5 separate regions of the Mus musculus genome follow, and regions 1, 2, 4 and 5 are each linked to region 3. Evidence: chromatin contacts called from public Hi-C and HiChIP or PLAC-seq data. All regions are on one chromosome and are shown on one strand. Each heading gives the region's core, a stretch centred on a gene start, on an enhancer-like site or on the middle of the called end of the contact. The rest is flanking DNA. Distances are from core to core; before and after follow the strand shown. Region 1 overlaps Fat3 (FAT atypical cadherin 3). Region 2 overlaps Fat3 (FAT atypical cadherin 3). Region 3 holds the start of Fat3 (FAT atypical cadherin 3). Region 4 overlaps Fat3 (FAT atypical cadherin 3). Region 5 overlaps Fat3 (FAT atypical cadherin 3).

Region 1 (3,635 bases), core at 793-3,292, 440 kb after region 3:
ATTATCTTCTTAGACCTAGAGTTTGACACTCCAAAATTAAGACAAGAAGCCACTACTAATACGATTGCTTGACCTATAATTTAAAACACTTAAAAATATAATCCAGTTAGCTTTTCTTTGGGAGCAAGAAAGACACAATAAATTGGACTACATGGTTAGCTTCTATAATGAATCTCCTTTTCTTCCTCTTATTTTATTCATACAATTGTCTAAACCATGGCTTAAGGAGGTGAACTATGATGGCTTAGATGAAGGAGGTAACTCATCAGCATTGTGTTTCACATTGCCCAAAAGAGCAGGAAATAGATTTTTGACTATTTTTAGAAAAATTCAGTGCACCCCTAATGCTCTGTTTATCTTGCTTCCTTCATTATTACTTTCAGGTTCAGGAAATTAATCATTTTCTGTCACAAGATAGTGGTTTGGATCATACTAATAGCCACCTACATTTGCTTAGTGTTTTGCATTGTAAATAAAATATCATTAAACTTTATCAATGCTTCAAATTTGAGCTCTGCTAAATTACCTCCTTTAATGTAAATGTTTTTTACCTTCTGGGGTCTTCTCTACAACTGTGTAGGAACTCCAGTTTAGAGTTCAGAAGTAAAACACACAGCATGTGTCTCAAAGGAGTAAATCAGACTGGTGAAAGAAATAAAACAGCAAGTCTAAGCTCACTAACTGTTGGGAACAGAAAAAGTAAGAAATAAACAGCTGTATACTTTTCAGGTTTATGAAGTGTTCTAAAATTAAATTACTCTAATGATTGTCGCAGCCTGTAAATTTACAAGGAATATTTTAACTACATACCTTAGGTATGCATGTTACATCTCAATAAAGCTGATTTGTAAACGCTGTGTCCTCGTAAGGGATAGAAATAATGGTATGATTTACATACAGAGGCAGCATTATTCTAAAAATCCCTCACTTGAAACAGTACTCCACTGTGGCTCTCAGAACATGTCACCCCACTGAGGAACCTCCTAAAAGTTGTGTCTTGTCATTGGCTTCTGCTGAATCTTTCTAGACTCAGAAGCTTGACCTGACCTTGCTGTTCAGCAGGTGATGCTGGGTTCCATTTAGGTGGATCTAGTCTTGAAATGTGTAAAGTATAAGACCCAGTTACATCAGGAACTCATCAACATGTAACAACCCTTGATGACTTAGCTTACCAGTCATTCATCTTCTTTGGCTCTTAGTAGGTAAGTTGCTGGTGTCTTCACAGGCTCACTTGAGTTCTGTGGGGCTCATGGAGATTGTGATCGTGGGGTCCAGGATAACTGATAGCTGTCTGGTATATCCTGCAGCGGTCAGGGCCCATTTCTCCTCTAAACAGCCTCTCACTGCTTAGTTTGGCACTGTAATGGTCCAGGTTCACATGTACAGAGAGAGAAGAAACTAGAAAACCCATTACCACTCAGGATTACAACATAGCTTTGTCCTTTGGCATATACCTCATTGACAAAAGCAAGTCTCCAGGAGAATTCCAAAACTGCTTGGAGAACAGGCTACATAGAGAAAATGGTAAAACTTTCTGACAAAATGGTTTAAATTTCATTTGATAGAAAAACAAAACACAACAGGTGGCAGCAGTTTTACAAAGAGATCTGATATCTAATTCATGGGGCACAACAAGAGCCCAGTGTTAGACAGGCAAAGCTTGAGAATGGGGGGCAGATGCTCCAGTGCAACCCAACAGTGCAGCCAAATCTACTGAGGTTATCCTATCTTGTGAAAAGGATGCTTTGGCCCGTGGAGCTATTTACTAAGCATAGAATGTTGCATATTGACCAATCTTTGAATTAATTACCCCATTGAAAGTGGCAGGCAGTTCTGCCCAAATTGTTTAAATTTCATTTGATAAAACAAAATAAAACAACAACAACAATGCAGGTGAAAGCAATCTTATAAACCACAAACTGAGATCTAAATAAGGTTACATGTCAGTGCTTTAGGCCAAGCATTGTATTTGAGTCGAACCCCTTGTATAAAGACTGAAAATAAAGATTGCTTTGTACTCCTGAAGACTGCACCGTTCGACAGAAACCCACAGCTGTGCCGAGGTGTGAAAGCCAGAGCTTACATCACAATGTAGTCAGGCCACTCTAGACAGCTGAGGCTCCACCACCTACAACAAGTGTTCAGCTTCTGCACATATGGGGCTAAACCTTTTCTCACTGGTGGGAAAGGCATGGAGGATGGGCAGAGCCTTCCAGTGAGATCAAGACAAGAATGAGAAGAAACCCCCTAAACCCTACTTACCACTGTTAGAGCAGGAGTCATTAAATTGGAAGCCTTGGTTAAGACACATGCCATTAGGAAAACCACCATGACTCTCATAAACCAATAACTGGTAACACAGAATTAACAGATATGAGTTCATAACCGTATTATAACCATGAGCGCAACTGTTCCTAAGAAAGGGCCTCTCCTTAAATTAGATAGCTGAGTACCCAATGCTAACCCCACAGATACTCCCACTATGCTGTGTCAGCACCAAAGACATCATTTTACATATTTAATTTTCATACTTTAAGAGGGTAGACTACATAGCTTATAAGTCACATCTCAATGAAAGGCTGAATTTTGCTGGAAGAAATAGGGACTTAATTTGTATGTATTAATGAATGGAGCCATGACTCTCATAAATCCTCCACTGAAACAAAGAACAATTTACATTAAAGAACAGACCTCACTTGCCTATGGACTTTTCTGAAAGTTGTACTCTGCACCTTGAAAATCTTCTTTAGATTCAATTTTGTTCTCATAGAAGAAAAGTCCACCCAAACTACATAATCAAAGTGCAGTATTCAGTTTGCTCCCAAGTATCCACTTTCTGTCAACCCAGACTCCAGGGCAATAGTAGCAAACTAAATGTCCAACTCCAGGCTATCTGATGGAATTTTAAAAAAATAGAAAAAGAGAGGAAAAAACTGAGAAGGGTGGAGGGATGAAGGAGCCTAGAGGAGTGAAAACTATGCCAAAAGCAAGAGGGGCACAAACCATGCCAAAAAAAAAAAAAAAAAAAAAAAAAAAAAAAAAAAAAAAAAAAAAAAACCCTCTCTGGGCACCAAGCCACAGGTTCACAATTCATTTTTGAAACTGTAATATTTTTAATTTTTAAATCAGTAAGTTACTAAAAATACCTGATTTCTATAGTTAAAAATTATAAATTACTCTAACAAATTTACTAATGTATCAAATATGGTGTTTAATGAAACTCACATCAGATGGAGTTGCTAACAGCTATGACAATCTATGGGACATTTGTACCAGGGCATTCCTTTACTATGCTGGTAGTAGCATTTAAGGGTATTCATGTTCTCAAAATGAAAGTCATAAGTGATTTAGTCCTTTTATCAATATGAAATATTCAGTCAAATATAAGTAATGGTCAATAACTAAAATTTCAGATCTCTAGATTCCTCATAAGTCTGACAATTGGTTCACAAAGATGTAACTCAATAATCATACTAAAATTTTAATTGAATCCTTGTTGAAATGTGACTCTTAAACATGTGAATTATTACATGTACACATATTAAATGTCATTATATGTATTATTGCAAAAATGCCTAAATTCTATGTATTTCAAATGATACTTGTAGAATGGACAGCTATCATGCCTGAAGCAA
Region 2 (3,492 bases), core at 968-3,467, 280 kb after region 3:
TAAACCAAAGAGTTTCTTCTATTAGAAGACTAGTTGGCCTGAGAGAAATCAAAAGCTGGTCTTGGCCATTTTTATCCATTGACTTGTTGGCCACTGGAAGGTGCACTGAGCCCGTAGTCTCCTTTTTCATGTACTGAATTATTTGTTTAAAATTGAAGTCTAGAGAATGAGCACACCAAGATCATAGTGCTAAATGCATGGTTCTAAATCTCTGACAGCCTCAGAACCTGACTGGGGACCTATAAGCTGAGTACTTCTAAGTGCCTAAAAATGCCACCAAGGTCCCTTTGGAGGAAGGAGAAACCTGTTAACAAAAACCCACTTCCTAGGACTCATGTTCTTATCTGAACCATTATTCCTACTGTGAGGAAATTTCTTTGAGGACAATCAGGACCCTATATTTGGGTTGATAGGCAGGAGATTTAGTTGTGTATTAGGAGAATTCCAAACAGGGGCTAGGAATATCATTTAGTGATAAAGCGCCTGCCATGGAAACATGAGGGTCTGTGTTCAAAACTCCAGCATTGATGTCTAACATCTGAGGATGGTTGCACACATCTGTAACACAACTGCCAAGGAAGCAGATCCCTGGGCATCCCTGGCCCGTCAGGCTAGCCAGTGATTTGACACTGTTCAATGAAAGACCTAGTAAGAAATCAAAACATAAGCAAGACAGCCATCTCTAACTTTTGTCTGGCACAAATGTGTACACAGATGCACGTGTACACACAACATACACACAGAGAGAAAGATAGGGAGAGAAAGGGGGAAGAGGAGAGACAAAGAGACAGAGAACATTGCCCGCATAAAAAACTTACTCTGCTTAGAATATCTGAAGGCAAAGATCTGGTTCAAAGTGTCTTGGTCAATAATAGAGCTTTGTAGACTAATGTTGGACTTCAGATTTTAACAGAGGAGGACTGCAGAAGTGTTAGGTGAAGGTACAAAATAATGAGGAGAACATATGTGTCTTTTCTGAGAGCACACAGCATCCACCTTTTATTTTCAAAATCCCACCTTAAGTGTGAACAATGGTGTCATCATTCCTAAAGAATGACTGAAGGAAATGAGGGTCACGGATCTAAATAGTTAGAAGTCGTCACTAAGTTGCCGTTATTAGAATCCAAAACTGAATCTATCGATCCCAGATCATGTGGTTTTGCCTGACACATGCCATGGGGAGAATTATACATGATAGGTAGTTGTTTTGTTTTAATTAGAAAATAATTATATCACTTCTACCCTTTCCTTTCCTCCTCCCAGTCCCTCCCATGTCATGCCTCACATCTGAAAAGCAATAGTCTAATTTTCCTTGATTATTATTGTCATACACAGATATATTGTTATACACAGATATAGATGTACAAACAAATAAACACAACCTGCTGAGTCTGTTCTTGTTATTTGTGTATATATGCTTCAGAGCTGACCATTTTGAGTTGGATAACCTAGTAGGGGGTTCATCCCTGGGTGAGGCTAATTCTCTGTCACTCTACAGGCAGTCATTAGTTGCCTACAATTCACTGGACAGTTTTTTAAATATTAAGTCTGGCTCACATAGGCATTGTCACTGCACACTTATCCAACAAGAAGAGTGTGTACCTTCACTGTAGACAAGGATGCTGATGCTCAGGGTGTTTCGGACATGAGTCCCAGGAAAAGGCTTATAAACACACTGGAGCATTATTGCTCTGCAGCCCTGCAGTTCTCAGAGCACTGCAACCTCCTGCTGAGAAGAGGAAGATGTCTTCAGAAACGGAAAGCCCCTCTTTGTTCAGATCTCTTCTTTAGGAACTTAGATTACACTGACTCAAGCAGTAAAGCAACATGGAGATGTCTATATTTTATGTTTTCAAAATAGAAATTTTCAAAAGGGGTCACTTTTCAGGTTGTGTGGTCTACTATGAACTGTTTTGCCACCCAACTTAAACAAGAGGCTCCCTGCCAAGAGACGAGCCAGCAAGCTGGGTCTTCAAACATTCAGTAATGAACAGAGATAATTATTAGATTTATTTTATGACTTATATTTCAACAGAAAGATTTATCTGCCAATTTAAGTATAATTTGGGGCTAAAGAGTCAGCATCGTTTCCAGAGAATGTACAAGGTGGTCTCAATCCTAAGCTTTTCCCTGGTCCTCCCTTGGGATGACCACTGCAAATACTGATGTGTCCTCTCCACTGCTGCCCACAGTCCCCGCTCTAAAGAGTCCCGCTGAGACAGAAATTCACAAACAATAGGTGGCTATTGCCAGCAATTGAAGCACAGCAGTTCTGGCCTTTGGCAGCAGTTGGCAGCAATTGGCAGCCTGTTTTCCAAGTTCCCTGCCAAGAGAGAGCTGGGCCTTGGAGTTACCTTGTTCCTTTCACCTAGTAGCCATGCTTTTCTCTTTAAGAGAACAAAATAAAACAAAAGAAAGAAAAACGAAGCCACGCTACACACACACACACACACACACACTACATTTTTCAAGCTAAAGTCTCCTGGCACGATTGCATGTGCATCTCTGTACATGCTAAGCAATATATGTGTTATTCCATGTTAAAATCAATTCTTTCCCTGACAGAGAAGGACTAGGATATCCCTTTTGATACACATTGATGTCACAGTTAAAATGTGTGGGAGGATAGTTTGTATTATAAGTGTAAAAGCACATTATGTTTGCATGTGTTGAATATTATCTACATTGTTTGCATGTGTTGAATATTATATCAATCTGATTTTTCCTTTCAATAGACACACAAAATCAAAATGATTTAGAACTTCAGTGATCTGCACTTTTCAGCAAGGCAAACCATCAATATGCATAGTGTTTAATTGGCAGAATAAAGTTCCTAGCCTGATTCGATTTAGTAGCTATGCTTCAGTTTGCGATGACATCAAAGGTCTAGTGCTAACTCTTTCTCTCTCTCTCTCTCTCTCTCTCTCTCTCTCTCTCTCTCTCTCTCTCTCTCTCTCTCTCCTTCTCTCTCTCTGTCTCTCTCTGTCTCTCTCTGTGTCTGTGTGTCTGTGTGTATGTATATCTGTGTGTATGTGTGCACACATGCACACATGTGTTTACATGTGTGTGGATATACATGAGGAAACCAGAGGTCAATTTCTTGCTCAGTTGCTATCCATTTTATTTTTTGAGACAGGATTTCTCACTGAACCTTAAACACACCAATCCAGCTAGTTCGAATGACCAGCCGGTCTCTTGGATGCTTCAGTCTCTGTAGTCTCCCTAGCACAAGCACTGAGTGTTGGAGATTCAAACGCAGGACCTCTTGCTTGTACAGCAACCTCATTACCAGCTCAGCCACCTCACTAGCCATATTTAAAAATATTTTAAAAATAAATTTTATATGCATGTCAGACAAACTAAAGCATGTGTGTAGATGGTATTAAGTACAATATAATCACAGGTAGTAGTTACATTAGGAGAGAAAGGCACATGGAGTCTACTGAGACCACTGCAGAGTTAAATCCTGAGTCTACCCACCCACATATGTTT
Region 3 (3,403 bases), core at 397-2,896:
AAAGGACATAATTGGAGAGCAGGTAACTTTTCTTCTGGCCTTTCTGACTGTGAAGCCCTGGACAGCATCATGCTTCTGTCCTGGAATTAGTTGATGTATGGCTAGCTGTCAGTATTCCTTAGTATTTCCATTAAATGCTCAAGGCAAGCAAGCGGAGCATGCAGAGTGCTTTATGGGGCAGTCAAGGCAGTGCAGAGGCTGCAGAAGGCTTTCAAGGGGGAACCGCCCACCTACTGAAAGTGGAGGGCTTTTCAGATCCTTAAGGCCCCAGGCTTGGGAGAGGAAGACCAAAAAGGCAAATTCTAGTAACTCTTCAAAGGGTGTGACTGAGCACAGAGACTTTAAGGAGAGACAGACTCTGCTCCTGGAAGGGAAATTCAGGAATCAAGAAAAGGAGCAAATTTATCTCTACAGCATGTCTGCGGAAGCATCTCTCTTGGAGTTACTGCTCGGTCCCAGAGTTCCAGAGAAGCTGCCTGGGAGTGGGCACCCTAGGAACCCCCTGGGGTGAAAGCCTGCTTTAGACAGACGTGATTTGCTGTGCAGCAGTGGGGGTTGGGTGGAGGCTGGCGCTGGCCCAGGTTTACCGGGGCTGGCCGTTAGTTAGGAATGTTTCAGAGCTCACAGGCAAGGAACATAGGCTGAAGTGTAGCTCTACTGAAGCAGTGTGGGTGGGGTGGGGTGGGGTGGGGTGCCATGAATCCTCAGACTTGTGAGGATGATCCAGAAGTAAAAGGACCTAGAGGGCACACCGGTTGGTATTGCTAATCACCTGGCTCCCCTGAGACTGTTCACTCATTCCTGTTCTGAATGTCTTCACATCCCACCGTGTTTCAGACTGGGTGGGGGTGATGAGTCATGTTACTTTTTAGTCTGATTCTCTCCCACACAAAGGTGATCCCAGTGATCTGAAAATGCGTGGGAAAGAAATGCGAGTCCCGGGTGGGCAGCAGGAGGTACAGCGTTTGATAGCCGTGCCCACTGTGCTTCAAAGTAGCCTGAGGAGCTTGGGTAAAACCATGTTGGTCTCATTGTGCCTCGGTTTCCTCATCTGGTCCAGAGAAGTCTAGTGTATTCTAGGCAGCAGGCTGAAGAGCAGAGCAGAGCAGAGCAGAGCAGAGCAGAGCAGAGCAGAGCAGAGCAGAGCAGAGCAGAGCAGAGACGATTGAGTGTGGTGTGTGCGCGCTCTCTGAAAACGTCAGTCTGACTTTGGTGCGTTCTTCCAGCCACGCTAGAAGTGGAGGATGCCTAGGCTCTAAAATTAGTCCAGCTTCCAGGCGAGGCGCCCTTAGCGTCCTCCTGCTGACCGCCGGGTCTCCCTGCCCCCCTTTCCCTCCCCTTCTCTTCGTGTGGCGCTCGGAGATCTCTGGTCATCCCCCACCCCCATCCCCCGGAGGACGCGGCTCTGCGGGAGGGAGGAGAATACAGCGAAGCTAGGGGTTTGGCAGTGCGGCGGCGGCCGCCGCGAAGAAGAACCCGGTACCTCTCCACCGCCAGCAGTAGCGGTGCAAGCTGACTAGAGCAGACGCGAGAACCGCTCCCCCCGGCAGGCTGCGCTGTGATCTGGGCTGCGCGTTGGGACCTCGCTCCCGGGTTCCCCACCCCTCCCGCCGCCATCCTCCTCCGACTCCCCTCCTCCGCCGCCAACCCGCAGCAGTGGCGGCGTCCTGAGCGCCTAGCGCCTCCGCTCGCCGCCCTAGCCTCAGCCGGGAGCACGCGGCGAGCACTGCGGCGGAGGCGGCGGGGTGGCCAGCTCGCCCCTAGACTTGAAAGGAAGACCACGGAGGACTCGTCGGGTGCAGGGGCGCATCGCTGACCAAGGCAAGGGTGCGTGAGGATTTTTAGCATGCTTATTTGGGTGCATGGTGCACTGGCTGGGGTGCACCTTTCTCAGAACAGCCTCAGCAACCTGGTTACAGAGAGGCTGTGATGGGTGCTCCGGAAAGCTAAAGCTCTCAGAGAGAGTGGGGGGAAACTTTTCACCTTGTAAAGTTCCTGCCTGGGCGCTGCCTGGAGCTGTGGTCATTACCGCTACCAGCTGGAACCCAGGGAGACAGCCCTGCGGCAGGAGCCAGGAAATGGCACCGGAGTTGGTTAAGTTTAGGGCTAGCAATAAGAGGAGGGCGATCTTTCGGGTCTGTACATGCAGCTCTGGGTCCTCACTGAGCTTTGGCCGTTGGCTGCAGGTGGATGATATCAGGCGGCGATTCCGCTGGGTAGCTGGCGCTTGCAGCACTCAGTAGGAAGAGGGGCAGATGCCGATGGATGCACTTGCAGGACCCAGAGGCGCAAGTTGGGTGCATGCTAGAGGAGGCTATGAGCGGAGCAAAGAGCCCAGCCTCCACTTCCACGGTGCAGGAAGGGTAGCCTAGAATGTTCGCCTGCCCCTGCATACTATGTCTGAGTCTTGGGTTGTGAAAGGTTCTAAATGACAGCCGACTTTGAACTGGTGCGACAGTTTAGCCGAGAAGCCAGGAAAGGATTTCTGTTGTTTTGACGGGAGATGGACCCGACTGCTTTGGGAGAACGCATGATTTTTGGCGGGCGTCAGAACTGACCGTGCTATTTGAAAAGAGAATAGCGGTAGTCTGATCATCCCAGGGATGCCGAACAGCCCTTGCGGCTCCTCGTGGGCACGTTGAGGGCGCACTGTTCGCCGCCCCGAGTTCTTTCCGGAAGGTGTGGAAAAGAAACCATTGGCTCACCGGAGTGCAGTTGGGGATCTTAGGGAGCTGGCTGGGGGTGACAGAGGTGGACTGGACAGATTTCGCGTGGCGCTTGGTGAGCGAGAGGACTTGACCAGCTGGGGTCGCTGAGCTAAAATGCATCGGGCCGGGCTGGAGAAAGGTGGCGAGCCCGGGTCTTTTTGGCAGTATAATGCGGTCACTGTTTCTCCCCCAGCAGACTCTTGTCTCGTGTGTTTTCGGAAGTGTTTAAACATTGTCCAAGATTAGACTTTGCGGAAAGCAACTTTTGTTGCTGTCCTCTGCCCGGCTCTTGGGAGCTGTGGTGCGCTCGGAGAGAGGGTGAGATGCAGAGGGCCGGGTGTTGCCGGACGCTCTAAAGGCACAGCTCTTGGCTCTTGCTACCAGAGGAAAGGGGGCGCTCCTAGATGTGCATGCTGGTGATAGCACCCACCTTGAGGTACAATAACGAGCAAGCTCGGCAATGAGAGTACCCATAAATGAACGTGAAGGTAGACTACACAGGCAGTGAAGATGCGGAGGTGGCTGGGAGTCTCCCAGAAGCAAGAAGCTATGGAATGTGGAACCGAGGGCAGCCAATGGCTCTAGTCTCCCTGAAGGAGACCCACTTCGCCGCCGCTTGCTCTCGGGTCCTGGATCTTGGTGGGGGTATTCCAGAATCCTAGGCACAGAGGCTGGAGTGAGGGACACTGGGCTAG
Region 4 (3,674 bases), core at 939-3,438, 410 kb after region 3:
CACAGACATGTATATATATTATATAATTTAGTTTATTTCCAACAGTCTTCTAAAGCTTAATGGTTCAAATATTGCCCCAAAGCCTCAATCCCAATGGCTCTTCTGGGACTCAAGCTAACATCTTAACTGTTGGGCCACGCAAAATAAAAGTTTGAGTCAAATACTTCCAATATACACTAGAACAAATAGCAAGAAAGAGCCAATGCAAGGCTGATACCAGACAAGGTAAGTATAAACTCCTACAGCTCTGGGAATCTTGATGGTATCATCTGGGCTCCAACAGGCTTGGTAGCCTTATGCCTCCACTTCTCTTGTCTCCAGCACGCAATCTGGCTACTCCTGATAACTTGGGTGTTCCTCAGAAGACAGTCATGGCACAGCCCGAATCTCCATTAGGTCACCTGTGTGATGCATGCAACAGTCATTCAGGGTTTCTTTAAGGGCATTTGTCCTTGACGCATCTACCTGGCCTTAATACCTCTCAGGGCCCTTCATGTAAGCATTCATAGCATTGTAATATTTGAATTTTGCATGTCTGCAAAACCAGTATGATGTGGACAAGACAGTCACGTTCTCTTACCAGCAGGAAGTGTCATCTGGTCTCCTCACAGCTCCACCAACCTCTGCATGCCTAGGTAACAACAACTTCCCTAAGTGATTGTTTTGAATCAGGGACCCTTCCCTACACCCTGCCAACTGCATTCTCAACTCTAATTCTCTCTCCTTTCTAACAAAATTGCTATTGTTACAAGTTGTAGCAAGACTGATGTCTTGTCCTCAGGGCACCTTTTCTATTGTCCAAGCAAGAGAACATATTTTCTCTTTAATGACAGTAGTCCCTTTAATAATAGCAGCAACTTTCTCCACAACTACCTTGCTTGCTTTCTTAAATTCATTCATTCCCTTTTCCTCATGAAGTTGCATATTTCTTACATCCTCTCCCTGCTTCAAAGTTTACTATGATCAGTTGTCAATAATCATGACATAGCCAGGATGTTACATTGTCTCAAAATTTCTTCTACAAAAATGTGAGTGCCAAGCCTTGTATACCATAGGAAGCATGTTTCTGAATTCTTTGTCAGAATGACACGATAATGATCTGCAACCTGACTCTCCTGTCCCTTCCAATGTCATATAAGAAGTCTTCACTACCTGCCTATCTACTTTGTGGTTTGTCATACTCCCACCAGGAGGGTCCATTAAACTCTACTTAACACCAGGCTTGGTCTTTAGCCCATAAGTTCACACTCTTCCATAGTTATCCGCCAGACTAGTTAAAATTCCTATGGACCTTACAGTCAGATCATCACAGCAACAATCTCACTTCAAGGTAGTAATTTTCAGTGTGAGTTATTTCTTTATTGCTGTGATAAAATGTCTTAGAAAAGCAATTTAATGAAAGAAAGTTGAGAAGCACTCGTAGTTTAAGGGACACATCTGTGCTGTGGTGGTGAAGACATGTCAGAGGGAGTGTGAGCTGGCTATATTGTGGGTCCAGTCCAGAATATTCTCCTTTGTCCCCTTTCTGTTCACTCAGGGAGCCAGTCATCTTCCCTTTGCTTGTGCTCTATTAGAGAGAACCCCCCAACAAACAGAGAAAAACTCTGGATACCCTCGAAGCCATATTTATGCACCCAAGAAGCACTAACCTGGGCTTGTGGACAGTGGGAACTACCTTAAGTCTCTGGCTTTTTGAATAAATAAGCTCCCTACAGCTGAGGGTAGGAGGAAAGATCTAGGATGATTGCATGGGAACACTAATACGTTGGTCATCTGCAAGTGTGAGGAGGAGTTCAGCAGACTGCTACGTATGGACATAGGAGACTAGGTCGGAAACATGGAGAGTACTTAGGGAAGCACTAATTCTAGTTAGATGTTTTAAGAGCAAAGCCAACATTCTGCCCTCCAGGAGAATTATGCTGAACCAGCCAAGCCCTGCACTTGTTCAAGTAGCACATAAAGTAAATGTGAGTGCCCTGTTAGCAGTTATGCAGCTGTGACCCAGGACACCGAGAGAGAGGGAGAGGGAGAGGGGGAGGGGGAGGGGGAGAGGGAGAGAGAGAGAGAGAGAGAGAGAGAGAGAGAGAGAGAGAGACCCAGAGAAGAGAAGACATGCTCAGAAGTGGCATGCTTCTGACCACAGCTGCTTAGAGTGTCTTTGAGCCTTTGGCTCAGGCAGTCACAGTTCTTGGTTTGCTTCAAAGAGGAAGCTTGTTAGAGTCTCCTGCCTCCTGGTCACCACCTTACTGAGTGTCATTTCCCTAGGGCCAGTGTCTTTTCCCCCTTCTAATTAGCAGCCTGCATAAGAAATCAGATTAAATTATGTGTTTGTTCTTATATTCCCAACCACACTCCAAAGTGGGCCTCTGGTTTGATTTTGAAACTGGATTTCATCATTTAAGTCTCCAAGAACGGGTATCTCATGTGTATATCTCATGGGTATCTATGTGTAGTGTCTACACTTCTCTCTTCTGTAAGTTTCAGAGTGGGATTCCTTACCACATGGCTGAGTGAGTGTGGCTAAAAGGAAGTCTTGCTCCTGTTTATCCTTTGCTCCACGTTAGGGCTTTGTGTGTTTATGTACAACACAACCATGGAAATGCATCTATCTAGGAAATCCCTCTGGACTGTGAGTCTCGAGTTCCTGAACTTTTTCCTGGCTGTAGAAAAGAGCCAAGCCTTTGAAGTCTTGCTGTCCATTGCAAGCATATACCTCTTTATAAAGTGACCTATAACCCTTTCTGGGTTTTCTTGGAATTGAGCAGATAACAAGACTTGATTTTCAGTGCAAATAATCATGAATTCTTATTCTAGCACAACCTGCCCCACAAGTTCACTGCTTCTTCCTTCCAGATTCCCATATAAAATCTTGATAACTGTTCATTCTCTGAAACCCCAGCTCATGACTGATTGCTGAGCTCATTGATTCATTTATTCATTCATTCAAATATCCTCACTTTACAAATATAAAGATTTGTTAATCCTGAAAGACAGTTTACAATTTCCCACAGAGTTTTGACCACTTTGTACTATATACATATACATATACATATACATATACATAACTTATAGAAAACAACATCTGCCCATATGAAGGAAGCAATATGACAGTTTTCAGAGTATAGGACAAACTATGCACACATTATGAGCATCAGCTTGCTAATGTGCAAAGGACTCTTCATTACTCTCAAAGGAAACCACGGACCTATCAGTAGTGTCTCACTATCTCCACCCAACCTCGCTTGCCTGTCTAATGATTTCCACTTTTAACTCTTTCTGCCTACGTTTTACTTATGTCTGTGAACACACAGGGCTGGAAGCTCAGAATCCCAGGGTGTGCATGGACTCCTTTCTGGCTTCCCTCTAGCAGCAGTAACTACTCAGCTTCCCAGCTCCAGTTCACTGCTGAGCAAACTGCCTCAAGTTTCCAGGGATCCCTGTCTCCTTCACTGTGAGCTGATAAACACACCTGTAAAGACAGAGATGGGAGACACTGGGTTGCTCTCCCAGACCCTTGTGAGCATTATAAAAATATGCAAGTTTCCTGAAGACCTAAGAATTACCAGGAGGGAAAGCTGACCCTTGCCCTGGGCGTTGATGCTGAGTGAGCCCAGGATACAGGAATACTGGTAACATGAGAGCACTCAGGGGCCCGGAGGTCAGCGGTACCTGCT
Region 5 (3,399 bases), core at 120-2,619, 360 kb after region 3:
ATGTTATAAAGATTATAAAGGCAATAACAATGTCAGCAAGATTCCTAAGAGCTGCTAGGCTTCTCTACTCCATGGGGTTGACTGGAGATTGTATTGTCCTGGCTTCAGGCTTCACAGTTCTTCCAGTGTTCAGATAAAGGATGCAAGCTGGATTGCTCAGAAAGTCCAACTTTGTCAGAAAAACAAACAAACAAACAAACAAACAAAAAACATGGCAACAACCACACTATGACTTTTAATTGGTGATCTCAGACTTTCTACTTTATTTATTTTCATTGAGAATTTCATAGTTTACACACTACATTTTATGCAGTTCCATTTCCATTCTTTACTGGCAACACATTTTATTTCTTCCTAACACCCCTCCCACCAAGTTCATTTAGTGTTGCCTGTATAGCAGAGGTATAGGACCATATACTGGAATATAGGTAGCCATTTAAGTGCCCCATTCTTAGAGAAAACTCTCCCTCTAGCTAAATGGACATAGTATTAAACTGTGCCCTGTTTTCTCACCATACTACCCACATGTCAACCCTCATTGGAAAAGTTTCTTTTGCCAGTAAATGGTGATTAATACAGAGCCCCACTATTGATCAATGTGCATGGAATAAGGACTATGAAGTCCTCTGCTGTAAATGCAACAACATCTGTGTCCATCCCTTCCATTTTTGAATGACAAATCTCATGTAAAATTAAGCGATGTTTCTAGAAATTGTAATATTACTCATGACTTGGGTGCTGGACCCACTCTGCGCCTATTCTGACTGATCGTCAATGATCCCTGCAAACAGCATGTATCTTCTCAGAAGTCTCCTTCTGTCCTCCAAGTGGCCTGTTTGTGAGAAACAATATTCAAAAACTCACTCACAGTCCAAAAAAAAAAAAAAACCCTTTCTGAGAAAATATATCAGTTAGCAGACACTGTTTTTGTGAGAGATCAAACCTAATAAGGGGATACAAACACATAAAAGAAAGGACACCCCTTATTTCATGTTCAGTGCTGAGTAGTCAGCCCTGAAAACACATATAGACCAGCAACAAAAAACATATTTAGCAAGTTTCAAATATAACTGCTGAGTATGTATATATACACATATATGTATATATTCCAAGAGAAAGGGCTAACAAGAATGGAGGGAGGAAAGAGAGAGTACAAAGGAACATAATTCTATTTCAGGCCCCCCCCTTTTTTTTTTTACAAAAGAAGCCCGTGGCTTGCCAGAAGCAGTTGTCTGTATTAGAGGGCACATGATTGAAAACTTAGGCTTCATCAAATAATGGTTTTTGAGAAAGCCCTGGACAGCGTGCCTCCTCCTTTTCCTTAGAGCCCCAGATCTGACTTAGGCACAAGTAGATAGATGTACTGTGCTGCAGCCTGGGAAAGAATGCGGCTTAGGAGAGATTGACTGAGGAGACCAGGAAGCACCGGCTCTACTTTCATATGATTTATCTCACTAAGGACAAAACAAAGGCTATTAACATGCTTCATCTCTTGCTGAAAAGATTCAGTAAATTCCCCGTGTTTGCAATGAGTTGCTATAAAGAATAGCAGTGGCCGTGGCATATCTCTTCATTAACACTGCTGAAGCCACAAATGATTTTCTGAGCCAAGTGCTGGGCAAGCAGCAACACAAATTTCAATTTTACTGGTTGCAGCAAGCCTCTTCACGCAGTGGCTTTGGTTTCCAAAAATAAATAAACTACCGTGTCGGGCATATAGAATTTCTAGAAATGTGAAACTGAACACTCAGTGGAAGCTGCATGTTGTTTGAACATCATCTTTTTGCCCTATTCTGTTCTCTCTTGTCTGGGTGACGGATGCCCATTGAGGTCTGGAATGATCATGGAGCTCACATGATATTTAGTGCATACTTCATCATGGGTCACAGTCAGGTGGAAACAAGAATCTCTACATATGAACCTCATCAACTTGATCTTGCAACAAAGGGACCCATGTCATATGACAATTGAGCAGACTGAGGGGTGCTCCTTGGCCTGGAAAAGAGGATTCCTTTTTACATTGGTACATTGAATAATAATGGATTGTGTAGACATGTGAGCCAGCATAGGAAAGACCCTGCTCTCGGGTCTCTCCATGATCTCTTAGCCATGCCCTTTCCCTAATTCAGAGACACAGTCAGGGCCTTTCTACATGATTTCCTTTGGGTATTCTTTACTCTAGCTTTCCTGTCAACTTGCCTTAGCTATGATCTCATCTATGCGTCATCATGGCTGTCAGTTCTGCAAGCACTTTTCTGATTCTTCTGTTACTTCTAAAGGAACTGACTTATGCTACATTTATACATACATTTAATTTGTAAAATGACTTATACATACATTTAAACTTTTAGAGTCTGAGTTTTGTGAGCACGTAAAGGAATTGTCAATTGTGACAATTGTGAATTGTGAGCTATTTTATTAAATCTAAATGGATATAAGTTCAGAAATACAGTCTATCCACTCTTGTGAGTGACTGGACCCTTTGTGGATTTTGCAAATGAATTAAGACTGCATTACTATACAATGTGGCAAGGATTAGCTCCATAAGAGAAGTGAACACAGAAACCAGAAAAGGGTGTTAAATTCTTTGGAAGTGAAATTGCAGAGTGTTGTTAGCTGGTCGATGTGGTTACTACAAACAGAACTCAGGTTCTCTGATACAGCAGTGAGAAAATTTAACCAATGATCATCTCAAAGCCTCTGAAAAATTCTTTACAGCAGCCTTGGTTTCTAGTCTCCTAGTTAGTGTCTCCTAAAATTTCAGTGTTCTTTAAAAGAAGCATAAACTAATTCAAAGTTGGCATTTGTCATATTTCAATGATTATAGTTTACTTACTGATTGGTTATTTACCCCACAGAGACCATGCTAGTCTGACATAAACTGTCCAACAGAGAAAAGACAGTCCACACCTGCACAGGTCAGGACATTGTATTCTCTATGAGACTGCATCTCTCTGGGCTATTGCATTCACCAGTTTTTACAAAAGCATGGATATGTAAATACTGGTATATAGAGTCATAAATGCATTATCGGTTATCGGTTGCTTTCCATACTAATCACCCACCCAGCTTTCCCTAATTATGGATGAGTAGATACATGATGTGGGATAGATGCTGTAAGCATCGTTCCCTTCCCTCCCCAGGATCTCAGGCACTTCAGATTCACTGTCTGCCACTCCAGAAATTTCTTGTAGTACTATCTCATTCCCATTGACCCAGTTCTTCATTGTCTAGTACACTGTGAAGGCCATGCATTCTCAGAGCTGCATGACTCTCTATGTGATAGAGGGACGTTCAGTTCCTGTGGCTCTCCCCGTATACAGCTACAGAGGGAAAGTAGCAACACCACAACCCTCCTGCTCTCTCTGACGTGTCTAAACCATCTGGCCGTCCACTCTG

Evidence for each region. Hi-C and Micro-C count contacts between places; a contact is called where the count stands out from the background. HiChIP or PLAC-seq counts read pairs in DNA pulled down with a chosen protein or histone mark.
Region 1: an H3K4me3 HiChIP or PLAC-seq map of neural progenitor cells shows a contact between it and region 3, with 14 read pairs. The contact joins the enhancer-like site here to the promoter of Fat3 in region 3. A contact is called at or near these places in 1 of 484 Hi-C or Micro-C datasets (bone marrow-derived macrophages), 9 of 115 datasets of contacts at active chromatin or transcription factors (differentiating embryonic stem cells, embryonic basal ganglia, embryonic forebrain and 6 more) and 2 of 9 other capture datasets (adipose tissue and embryonic stem cells).
Region 2: a contact with region 3 is called in an H3K4me3 HiChIP or PLAC-seq map of neural progenitor cells, with 8 times the contacts expected there. The contact joins the enhancer-like site here to the promoter of Fat3 in region 3. A contact is called at or near these places in 17 of 484 Hi-C or Micro-C datasets (the HL-1 cell line, bone marrow-derived macrophages, brain and 10 more), 16 of 115 datasets of contacts at active chromatin or transcription factors (astrocytes, bone marrow-derived macrophages, differentiating embryonic stem cells and 10 more) and 1 of 9 other capture datasets (embryonic stem cells).
Region 4: an H3K27ac HiChIP or PLAC-seq map of microglia shows a contact between it and region 3, with 10 times the contacts expected there. The contact joins the enhancer-like site here to the promoter of Fat3 in region 3. A contact is called at or near these places in 7 of 484 Hi-C or Micro-C datasets (bone marrow-derived macrophages, brain, nephron progenitors and 2 more), 15 of 115 datasets of contacts at active chromatin or transcription factors (craniofacial prominence, embryonic basal ganglia, embryonic brain and 9 more) and 3 of 9 other capture datasets (adipose tissue, embryonic stem cells and pancreatic islet).
Region 5: a Hi-C map of nephron progenitors shows a contact between it and region 3, with 2.5 times the contacts expected there. The contact joins the enhancer-like site here to the promoter of Fat3 in region 3. A contact is called at or near these places in 1 of 39 promoter capture datasets (neural stem cells), 6 of 484 Hi-C or Micro-C datasets (cortical neurons, nephron progenitors, stem cell-derived neural progenitor cells and 1 more), 17 of 115 datasets of contacts at active chromatin or transcription factors (SST interneurons, bone marrow-derived macrophages, differentiating embryonic stem cells and 12 more) and 1 of 9 other capture datasets (pancreatic islet).

The regions. Positions count from the first base shown.
Region 1 is chr9:16,062,103-16,065,737 of GRCm38.p6, reverse strand. The region is part of intron 4 of Fat3 (FAT atypical cadherin 3); the gene reads left to right. Among named protein-coding and RNA genes, the nearest start is that of Mtnr1b, 190 kb to the right of the region's middle. Within about 2 kb of position 2,042, at least 5 of the 459 cell types and tissues checked have an H3K27ac peak or open chromatin away from gene starts, as enhancers often do. A contact at or near this core is called in neural progenitor cells, where this site is marked.
Region 2 is chr9:16,220,831-16,224,322 of GRCm38.p6, reverse strand. The region is part of intron 3 of Fat3 (FAT atypical cadherin 3); the gene reads left to right. Among named protein-coding and RNA genes, the nearest start is that of Fat3, 280 kb to the left of the region's middle. Within about 2 kb of position 2,217, at least 21 of the 459 cell types and tissues checked have an H3K27ac peak or open chromatin away from gene starts, as enhancers often do. A contact at or near this core is called in cerebellum, microglia, neural progenitor cells and 2 more, where this site is marked.
Region 3 is chr9:16,500,297-16,503,699 of GRCm38.p6, reverse strand. Fat3 (FAT atypical cadherin 3) reads left to right here and starts at 1,646. Exons shown (of 26, transcript NM_001080814.2): 1 at 1,646-1,827.
Region 4 is chr9:16,087,520-16,091,193 of GRCm38.p6, reverse strand. All of the region lies in intron 3 of Fat3 (FAT atypical cadherin 3), which reads left to right. Among named protein-coding and RNA genes, the nearest start is that of Mtnr1b, 210 kb to the right of the region's middle. Within about 2 kb of position 2,188, at least 3 of the 459 cell types and tissues checked have an H3K27ac peak or open chromatin away from gene starts, as enhancers often do. A contact at or near this core is called in microglia, where this site is marked.
Region 5 is chr9:16,137,486-16,140,884 of GRCm38.p6, reverse strand. The region is part of intron 3 of Fat3 (FAT atypical cadherin 3); the gene reads left to right. Among named protein-coding and RNA genes, the nearest start is that of Mtnr1b, 260 kb to the right of the region's middle. Within about 2 kb of position 1,369, at least 5 of the 459 cell types and tissues checked have an H3K27ac peak or open chromatin away from gene starts, as enhancers often do. A contact at or near this core is called in bone marrow-derived macrophages and nephron progenitors, where this site is marked.